Regions from separate parts of the Mus musculus genome. Here region 1 is linked to region 2. A link is a contact called in public Hi-C data. All regions are on one chromosome and are shown on one strand. Each heading gives the region's core, a stretch centred on a gene start, on an enhancer-like site or on the middle of the called end of the contact. The rest is flanking DNA. Distances are from core to core; before and after follow the strand shown.

What was found. A called contact is a pair of places that touch in the nucleus more often than the background predicts.
Region 1: a contact with region 2 is called in a Hi-C map of muscle stem cells, with 3 times the contacts expected there. The contact joins the enhancer-like site here to the promoter of Inhbb in region 2. A contact is called at or near these places in 1 of 39 promoter capture datasets (trophoblast stem cells), 11 of 484 Hi-C or Micro-C datasets (the AML12 cell line, cerebral cortex, embryonic fibroblasts and 5 more), 4 of 115 datasets of contacts at active chromatin or transcription factors (embryonic stem cells and pancreatic cancer cells) and 3 of 9 other capture datasets (adipose tissue, embryonic stem cells and pancreatic islet).

Annotation. Positions count from the first base shown.
Region 1 is chr1:119,453,489-119,458,593 of GRCm38.p6, forward strand. Gm46145 (a long non-coding RNA gene) reads left to right here and starts at 396. Exons shown (of 2, transcript XR_001779350.1): 1 at 396-656; 2 at 784-1,029. Within about 2 kb of position 3,818, at least 59 of the 459 cell types and tissues checked have an H3K27ac peak or open chromatin away from gene starts, as enhancers often do. A contact at or near this core is called in adipose tissue, muscle stem cells and uterus, where this site is marked.
Region 2 is chr1:119,418,729-119,423,825 of GRCm38.p6, forward strand. Inhbb (inhibin beta-B) reads right to left here and starts at 3,520. Exons shown (of 2, transcript NM_008381.4): 1 at 1,899-3,520. The coding sequence starts at 2,358.

The DNA of each region.
Region 1 (5,105 bases), core at 2,568-5,067, 35 kb after region 2:
AGAACCAGAGTTCAAATCTCAGCCCCTAGAGAAAAAGCAGAGCACGGCAGCCCATGTGTACACCTGCAACCCCATTTTTACAGGGGTATGCCAGCCTAACTCCAGGGTCTAGGAGATATCCTGTCTCAAAGGAATGAGGCAGGGTGTGATAGATATCCAGTACCCTCCCCTGGTCTCCACATCTGCACACTGACACAATCACACACACACACACACACACACACACACACACACACACACACACACACACACACACGTATATACCACACACACACACTCACATACACATACCAAAAAAAAAAAAAAAAAAACCCCAGCACACCCATACCTGCTTGTGTCCCTCCCCCAAACTTGCATCACAAACAAGCCCATCAATAGGCCTTTGTTTCAAGGTTCTGTTTCTACACACCCTTCCCATGTGTTTGAGAACCGTTTCCCATCTCCTCTGTCTTCTCAGCTGCTTTGAGCACAATAATAAGAAGCCTCAGGCTAGGGTGGAGGGCGTGTGCCAAGAACAGGGCTTGGCATGAGGCCCATGGCTTCTGAGGCTGCCCAGTCAGTGAAGTTAGAGGAATAGCAGGGAGCGAGGCCTATGTCTTCTGATCCCCTCAACCCAGCTCCTGAGCTGCTCAGGAGTCCCACGAAACCCTGAACAGGTGCTCACACCTAGTCACCAAACCTCCATAACTACCTATCCCTGTCTCTCACCCAATATAAGGTATCTGCCCCCACCACACCCCGTGGGAGGGTCGCCTGCTCACAGTTGCTTTTTCTGTTCCCCAGGAAGTCTGCACCCCCATGCAGAATGCATTGCCAGAGCTGTTGGAGTCAGAGCCTGGGTTTCTGCAGCCTTAACAAGCCAAGTTTGGTCTTCCGTCTTCAGTAAGACCAACTGAAGAGTCAAGCAATAGTGGAAAGCAGAGACAGGAGGTTCGGTTTATTCTCTGTGGGAAGAGGACGGAGGTCCAGCAATCCTCCAAGTTACTTCAGGGTCCTTTCAGTGTAAATAAAGAGCAAGAGGTGTACATAGCTTAGCAGGCCTGGTCAAGGTGTGGTCCCACCCATCACTGACCCATCACTGTCCAGACTCCACTCTGTCCATCAAGACCATCGGGTGAACTGTCAGAACCCTGTGAGCTAAGTTTCTTCTCTGGTTGGTACCAGGACACCAGCCTTTTTCTTCTCCCAGCCTGAGACTCCTGGGGAATTCTAATCTCCCCAGGTCCGCTGTCTCGATAGTCTTAGAGCCAAAGCATGAGAGCTTCTCAGAATATCTTGGCTTCTGCCAATAGCAAATGTGCTGCAAGGGTGAGCCACATCAGGGCATCTGTAAGAAGGGGGCCTGGGCTCCACCCTTGCCTTCAGCAAACCACTTATTATATAGCTTGCATTTCTCACTGTCTACTAGCACAAAGAATACAAGAAAGAGATGCACTGCTGTTGCTCCCGACACCAAGAGGATATTTAGTAAGTGGTCCCATTTATACCTGTGATGAAATGCTATCTGTTTTTCCAAGGGTCATCACAGGTCAGCTTCGACCCCACAGAGGAAGCAGAAGAAATGTTGTCTCCCTTGTCAGGGTACGTGGGGAAGATGGGGCAAGTAATGGGACAAGGAAGGACCCTTCCCTCAGTGGCCACCAATCAGGTTGTCAGGCCTGGGATGGTAAGTGGGGATTATTGCAGCACTCAGGTAGAGAAATGGTGACTATGGACCAGGCTGGTTTTTTGTTTGTCTGTCTTTGAGACAGCATATCACATTGCCTAGGCTGGCCTTGAATTCAATATATAACTGAAAATGACCTATATACTCTACCTCAGCCTCCCAAATCCTAGGCCACAGCTATGCTCCCCCACAACCTGACTCCTGCCAGATTTTAAGATCCATCTTAATCGAGGACGATGGACATGCCCGGCTAGGTAGGCATGGTTCAAGAAGTTTCTTAAAGGCAAGTCCTGAATGAATATGGAGAGAGTAGCTAATTAGAGTGGGGATGGTAAGACAGATTTACAGTGCATGTGTGTGTGCACACATGTGTGTGCATGCATGCATGTGTATGTGTGTACATGTACCATAAAATGTGTATGGAAACCAGAGGAAAACCTTGAGTGTCCTTCCCTCCTGGTACTTTGTTTGAGACAGGATTTTTTTCTTTTTGTTTTCAGGGTTTTTGTTTGTTTGTGTGTGTGTGTGTGTGTGTGTGTGTGTGTGTGTGTGTGTGTGTGTGTGTGTGTTTGTTTTGTTTTGTTTTCTGAGACAGGGTGTCTTTAGCAGACCAGGCTAGTCTCAAGCTCACAGAGATCCACTTGCCTCTGCCTCCTGAGTGCTGGGATTAAAGGCACCACCATGCCTAGCTCAAGACAAGATTTCTTTTTGTTCTCTGCTGCCCACACCAAGTTAGCTGGCCCAGTTGCCAGAGAGTCTTTTCTTCGTGTTTGCTTGTGCTAAGGGCATTTTAACCAGCTCCCTACCTGCATCTCTCTCTCTCTCTCTCTCTCTCTCTCTCTCTCTCTCTCTCTCTCTCTCTCGATATGAGATCTCTCACTGTCCTGGCTTAGCTAGACTAGCTTGCCAGCCTAGTGGCCCCTGGCTTGTGCACGTGCTCCCTGAGCCCTCGGTCGTCCTGGCCTGGTTGAGTGGAAGTCGGTGACTTATAGCTGCAGCCATGGAAATAGAACACCCTTGAGAGATGGCAAGAAAGGCACCTGTCAGTGACTAGCAGCCAGGGGCCAGGCCAAGGGAAGAATGTGGCCTCTATGACATCTCTTCTGGAGGGGAGGACACTCTCAGTCTAACCCATGACACCCTCAGTCTAACACATGGGAGTCCATTGCAGAAGGGCAGAGGAGGGAATGGATGGTGTTTCACTAGCTTGTGTGTGTGTGTGTGCGTGTGTGTGTGCCTGAATTTGATCTCCAAGACCCACACGGTAGAAGAGAACTAACTCCTGAAAGTTGTCCTTTGACCTTCACATGGGTTCTGTGATATGTGTCCACGTGTTCACACAAACACACAAATAAAATGCAATTAAAGTGAAAAAAAGGAAGGAAGGAAGGAAGGAAGGAAGGAAGGAAGGAAGGAAGGAAGGAAGGAAGGAAGGAGAGCCATGAGGTACAGCAGCAAGGTCTATTAAGGTAGGAGAAGTCACTACGGGAGCACAGAGTGAAAACTGTCCAAGGCAGGGGTGGAAAAGCCTGGGGCTAGGAAAGCGCAGCACTAACTTCAGCCTTTGAGGACAGAGAAATGGGAAAACACTGCCGTAGGTCACGAGCCTCCTCCACGGAGGCCACAGGTATTCTTCAGGACTGGGAGCTGGCAGGAAGCCCCAGCCTCTCTCATTAGGTTAGCCGCACCAGCTCTCAGGGTTTTATTACCTCTGCGCTGCCTCGCTGCCTCGGAAGAGCTCAGCCCCATCTGGCTGTGGCTGTTAAAAATGTGCTTGGCTTTCTTCTTTAAAATAAAACCCCAATCAAGGGATAAAAGAAAGTGCTTTGGAGCTTGGCCAGGGAACCGCTGCTTACAGGTGGGGAAAGATGGAGGGCTGTGGGGGGAACTGGGGTGGGGTGGAGGGAGCGATCCGCTGACATAGCACCTGTGTTGGTGAACAGCAGAAGCTAGAAGCTAAGAGGTTTTTTTTTTTTTTTTTTTTTTTTGATGCTTAAACCCAAGAAGGATGGGTAATTTAGGGAGCACAGAACAAATGATCCAGGACAAGGGAGAAGAGGTGTGAACGCGGCAAGAAGCTCACAGCTACTTTTAGCTAGGTAACACGAAACCGCTATTAAAAGTCTGCTTTGAAACTGAAAGCAACATATGGTCACAATCCCATCACATGCGAGCCGCTTCCCCCTGCCAGCTATGCCCTGAACTATAGAAGGCGAGGCTGAGCCACGGGGCTTCAAGGTGAGCTTGTTTCCTAGGGCTACAGCCCCCATCCCTACCCCCACCACTGAGGGACAGTCACCAAGCTCTAACCCACACATAGGGCTTGGGCATTGCAAAAGAATAAGCCATGCTTGGGGCAAAATAGTTTGTCATGACCTGCCACCCACCCAAGTAGAATGTGCTCAAAGGGCCCATGGCACATGTGGTCACGGTCAGTGCTCAGCCCAACCTGCTTGCCTACGGGAGCACTGAGTCTACGGACTGGCTGGCCCTGGCCTCTGAAGTCAGCTTGTTTGGGCTAAGAGGGAGCAGTCCTTGAAGCAGAGGCTATCTCTGGTGATGGCAGCCAAAATGACAGAACCGCTACTACAGGGACTGATGCCCCCAAGGGAATGTGTCTTTAAGACCAAGGTCTGGGTGCTCCTTGGGGGGGGGGGTGAGAAGGGAGTACGTGACTAGGGTGGTTCTCCAAGGCCTTTCTCGTGTGTGTGTGTGTGTGTGTGTGTGTGTGTGTGTGTGTGTGTGTGAGAGAGAGAGAGAGAGAGAGAGAGAGAGAGAGAGAGAGAGCGCAGTTGCACGCTGGGTTGCAGCCCATTTGCGTTTCATGTGGAAAGGAGCTTGCTGAATTGCAGTGTGAGGAATTAGGGCTCCCCTGTTACTTTCCCAATCTTTCTCAGTAAACAAAACTCACTGTGGGAACAGTCTTCCTATGTTCTGCAATACAAATTGATTAATGCAATAAAAATGCGAGTGAAACCACCAGCCCTCACAGACAGTGGGCTTATGTTGTCTGCCCTGCTCTCTGCCACGGTGTTTTTCCTTAAGAGTTTGTGTATTGTTCATGCTTTGGCTTGGCACACACACAAAATCCAAAGCCCATAATAACGCAGGTCATTAAACCCAACAACTGTGTTTGGACCTTTTTCAAGGGAGTGATTCAGGCAGGCGTTCTGCTCCGAATCAGCTTCCAGGGAGTTACCAAAGCTACCCTCACTTAGGCAGGGTCCCAGACCAGCCTCAAGAGCTTTCTCGGGAAAAATCGACCCTCCTGTAGCCACTAGGTGGAGCTAGGTGTTTGCGAATAGCGTTCAATGAGCCTGGTGTGACTAAAAAAATGACATCTTTTTTTTTTTTTTTTTTTTTTTTTTTTTTTGGTATAACATTCTGTCCAAATAAAAACGAATGGGGCACTGGGAACTGGGAATGTAGCTCAGTTGCT
Region 2 (5,097 bases), core at 2,270-4,769:
ACAGGATAGGCAGCCTTGAAAACTCAAGGTCCGATCCTTTGACCAGACCCTGACTCCCAGAAGGCAGCAGCTGGAGATCTCAAAGGTGTTGGTGGGGTTGTTAAGTCATATCAATAATTCAGTACAGCCAGAAGAATAGTTCTGCCAGATGAGAAATTATGTCCCTTTCTCACAGTACATTCCATCAGCCCTTCCCTCTGACGGTCTCTACCTATTCAGCAGGCATGGCTGGTGCTATCACACCTCCCACCAAGCCCCCCCCGCCCCGCCCTAGCCCCTTCCTCAGCTCTCACTGGCTCCTCTAATAACACTGACGTCTGACTTTGAAAAGGGGGAAACTGCAGCCTTAAAAGCTGCTCTTGGCCAAGCTGCCTGTGACCTGAATCTGTTATTTATAAGTTAAAGAGCTGGCTCCGTGAATCGGACCAGAAATATAACAGCCCCCGCTGTCATTTTGTGCCACCGGGACCAAAAGGCCTCTTGACCTTCCCGAGTCACGTTTCCCTTCTGGGCCCCAATGCACCTTTTAATCCAAGCCCTCTAATTGCATGTCGAGCTTTCCCTGACTCTGGCGGACAGCTAAAATGGCAATGTATTTCTTTCTAAGCACAAACCGGCCTTGATTGTCTCTGCCTTTCTCCACACCCGGCCATGCAAAACTTTTCATCCCTTTTTATCCCCAGCAGCAGCACAGGCAGGGTCTGCCCGATGCCTGGGAGAGTAGAGGGGCATTCGCAGCCAGGAGCATAGCTGATCCCCCCTCCTCTTCCCAGGCTCCCTGCTTGTCCCCCACCCTGACTACATCGGGCTTCCCCCTCTGCGACCTTCTCTGCAGTCCCCTCTGCACAAATGGGGCTGAGCTCCCAGCACAAAAGCCAGCCTGGCTCATTCAAGTCCTGAAAAGGACAGCGATGTCTAAACACTTACACCGTTTCTGCCCGGGAAATTTTCCTCCTTTTTAAACTTCCCAAAGATTTTTTTCTTTTCTTTTTCTCTGAATTTTATATTTAGATAGTGGACAGAGCTTTGCAACACGGGGCCTGGGAGGACATTGCAGAAAGGAATCCCACTCTTTGTTAACTACAAACTCTGCCCCTCTTCCCTGGACCAGAGAGGGCTGCGGCTGCTGCCAGGCAAGCCTAAAGGCATGAGGCTGTTCCTGAGCCGCTTCTTTGCGTAAATGATGGACCTGTTGAGAAGCTGCCTTCCGCCGACTCTGGTGCCCACACAATCGGAAGGGAGGTTGCCTAGCTCTCCCCACCGATGCTTCAGCAATCCTGGCAAGCCCATGCCGCCGGGCGACGCAAGCGGCCCCGGGAGCCTCTCTCTCTCTCTCTCTCTCTCTCTCTCTCTCTCTCTCTCTCTCTCTCTCTCTCCCTCTCTCTCTCCCTCTCCCTCTCTCTCTCTCCCTCTTTCTCTCCCTCTCTTTCTCCCTCTCTCTCTCCCTTTCCCTCTCCTCTCCTGCCCACGTATATCAACAAGCACACACATCTCCATCTCTACACTGCTAAGCCTACACTCGGATCGTGGGAAACAAAAACATTAAGCAATCACTAAGCAAGTGCCCGCAGAGCCAGGGCTGCGCGCATCTGCCGGGAGGGGGACGCGCGCCCAGAGGCGCTGGGGCCCAATTCCCGTGAGCCAGGATGAAGGGCAGGGTGCTTCCCAGTTGCTGCAGGGAAAGGGAAGCCGCAAAGGATCTGTAGTCTGGGCGCGCAGTATAGAAAAGGACTGCCACCCTGGGAAGCGCGCAAGGCCACCGCAGAACGTCTCTGCCCGGAGCCTAAATGCCCTCGGGGCGTGCGGGCTGCAGAGGCGGTGAAGGCAGCAGGGCTTCCTAGGAGAAGGAAAAAGGGAGGGATCGCGGCCGCCTCTGGCTTCCCTGTGGCCGAACCCACCTGTCTCTGCAAAGCTGATGATCTCGGAGACGCGCTCCTGGCCGTCGGCGCCCGGGCTGGCGTGGCCGTCGAGGTGCGGGATCTCCACGCGGCCGTCCTCGCGCACCTTGCCGGCGTGCAGCTTGCGCAGGGCCGTGACCATGGCGGCCTTGGGGACAGCGTGCGTGATGTTGGGCCGGCCCCGCAACTGCAGGCGGCTCAAGATGTGTCTCTTCACCGCCTCCAGGAAGTCACCGTCCACCCGGCCCAGCTCCTCCGGCCGCCGGAAGCCGCCGCCGCCGCCACCGCACGACGTACAGGTGTCCTGCGAGCCACCCGGAGCTCCGGGTGGCGGGGGCGGGGGCGGCGCAGCGGGCGACGGCGGGGGTGTGGGAGAGCCCCAGGCCTCGGGTCCCAACCAGCCGGCCACCAGGAGCAGAAGGCAGGCGGCCCCCAACGCCCGACCGGGCAGCCCGTCCATGGTGCGCCGCTGGCGACGAGGGCGCCCGCCGCGAGGCGAGGCGAAGCGAGCTCAGGGCCGGGCTCCGGGCTCTGGGCGCACCGCCCCGCCCCGCCCCCGCCCGGGCCTCCGCCCGCCCGCCTGCCGGGAGCGCCGCCGCCGGCTCGCAGGGGGAGGGGGCCGGCCGGGCCGCGGGGGTTCCCGCGCGGCCGAGAAGGGGCGCCGCGGGGACCAGAAGGGAACGCGGGCTGGCGGTGAGGGGGTGGGGGGGACCGCCGGGTCAGTGGCGCGCTGACGACTCGGGGCGCCTAGGCATCTGCAGCCTGCCCATCCTCTCCGCGTCGAGGGCCACCGCAGCCCCCTGATCGGGGTGAAGCGAAAGCGAGGAGCGGCAGCAGCGGTGCTGGCACGGTGGCTTGGCTCGGCCGGGCTGGAAAGGTGGAGGGAAGAGGCGGCAGCGGGCGCAAGTCGCTCTGGAGACTGAAGCGAAGGTGCCGGAGACCCCGGGCGCGGCGCTGCGGAGGGCGCTGCGGCTGGGGCCCCGCGACCGCACCTGAGCGCCTCGCCCTGTCGCTGCTCGCAGCGAGGACACGGCCGCCCGAGGCAGCGGCGGTGATGGGCAGGTCCTTCTCCCCTGCTCCGGGCCGGCGGGAGGAGAGAGAGCTGTGCGGGGGAGCGCCGCTGCGCGGGCCCTTCTTACAGGAGGTGCCGAGCCCTCCTGGGCGGCGGGCCCTGCAGTCCTCCCAGCGCGTCACCCGGCAAAGTTGTCTCCAGGCTCCCCCGGGCGCCGCATCCACGGGCGGGCGAGCCGCGGCGCGCTTCTCCTGGGCCTCTGCTCCTCCCTGCTTCCCTGTGCCTGGCCGCCTGAGCGGGCCGGCCGGGGCGGCGGAGGAGGGAAAGGCGGTGGCAGGGCCCTTCTCGCCGCTGTCTCTTCTGCCTGCCGCGGCAGTGGCGGCCAAAAGTCTCTCTGTGTCCCCAGAATCGAGTGCCCTGGCTCGCGCTCCCACTGGCACACGCTGCAGGGCCGGGGAGAGAGCGAGTCGGCGGTGGCGGTGGCAGCAGCGTCCCCGCGCCCAGCCGTGGCTCGGAGTGCAGAGCGCGCCCGAGGAGTTCTTCGCTTTGCCTTCTCTTCCTTTCCACTCCCTGTTCTTTTTTTCCCGAGGGGTAAAAAAGCCGCACAATCTCCGTATGTGCGCGCGCGTTGAGATAGACGTTGGCAGGAAAAAAAGGGGGGAGGGGGAGTGTCGTCCGGGCAGTGCGGGAGGAGACGGTCCGCGCCTCCCTACTCGGGCGTCCCGGGGGCGGAGGGGGAGGCGGATTCTGCAGGTCGCTGCTGCCTGATCCTCCTCCCACCCCCTCTTCCCTCCGCTCTTTCCCTTTCTGCCTTGGCGAGGAGGGGCAAGAAGGTTCTCTCCACCCTGCGCCCCCCCCCCCGCGATGCCAGGCCACTTTTGCTACCTCGAAACTTTCCCACCACGTGAGTGCTCCAGACCCTCGCCCCATGGGGCGATGGATAAATGGCACCGACACGCTCCTGGTGTAGGATCCGGGTGCTTCTGGACACCCCTTACTCAGGGCCACGAAAGCCGCCCCCCGCCCCCGTCCCAAATTGTCGCCTTTCACAACCGGGACGGGCGACCCTCTCTCGCCGCAGCTGCCCCTAGAGCCTTCAAGGGACGATCTTTCGCTATCCAATCTGCTAGGTGGGGGTGGGGAGTAAGTTCGAATGCAGCAGAGAAGAGGTGCGGCTGGATGCCACCCTCGGGCTACAGCGCCCTCTTCTAGCGTCCGAGGCCGCTGTCCCAATGGGCGATGGGTTAACCCCCTGGGCTAGAAGAGTAAGGGAAGCGGAGGCTGCTGGAGGCTTGGCCAGCTCTGCTGTAGTTGGCCCGAGGGTCTACCTGCATTGTTTGGGAACCCATCTTTGAGGACCCAAGGTCTCTGGAGGCTCAGGGCTTGCCAGACTGTTGGGGTCTCCACTGTCCCATTCGTGTCTTGTCACACTTGGCCTCAGACAAACCCAGATTCTAATGAAGGGCTCAGGTACTACCGGATTTGAATCCAGTCCAACCTCACCTTGCCCTGCCTCTTTCTCTCTCTCTCTCTCTCTCTCTCTCTCTCTCTCTCTCTCTCTCTCTCTCTCTCTCTCTCTCTCTCTCTCTCTCTCGGCTGTAAAGGGGCACTGTGATACCTGCACCACACTGGTGCTTTGGGAGGTCCAAACAGACTAAACCAACCTCGCAGAAGCGGATATAAAGATGGTTCTGGGACGCTCTTCTGGCTGCCAGTAATGGGTGGGAGTCTGACTCCCAGTACTGACTAGAGAACTGCAAATGTACCCTCTTCTTTCTGTCTCTTTTCCCGACCCTACCTGGGTCTGGGACGACAATGCCCACGGGGCACAGTTCCCAGAGACCAGAACACATTGCCTGCAAACAGCCCCCCCCCCCCCTTCCCAGGACGCTTACCCACAATAGGCTCACCTAACGACAGGCAAGACTGAGAGGTAGACGCATGGATGGTTCTCTTTGGAATCGGGACAACCCTCCCTAAAGACACCTCAGACTTGGGGAGGGGGGTCGTTCCACCAACATCCATTGCTTCCCAACTTCCCAAGACAACCCTACCCTGTGGACCTTAGCCAGAACAGCAGTTCCGCGGAAGCACGAAAGTCTGGGAGCAGAGCGCCCCCTCTCTCCCTGTAGGAGGAACAGACCAGAAGTCTGCGGGGCAAAACTAGGGCGGGTCTGACTTAACCAA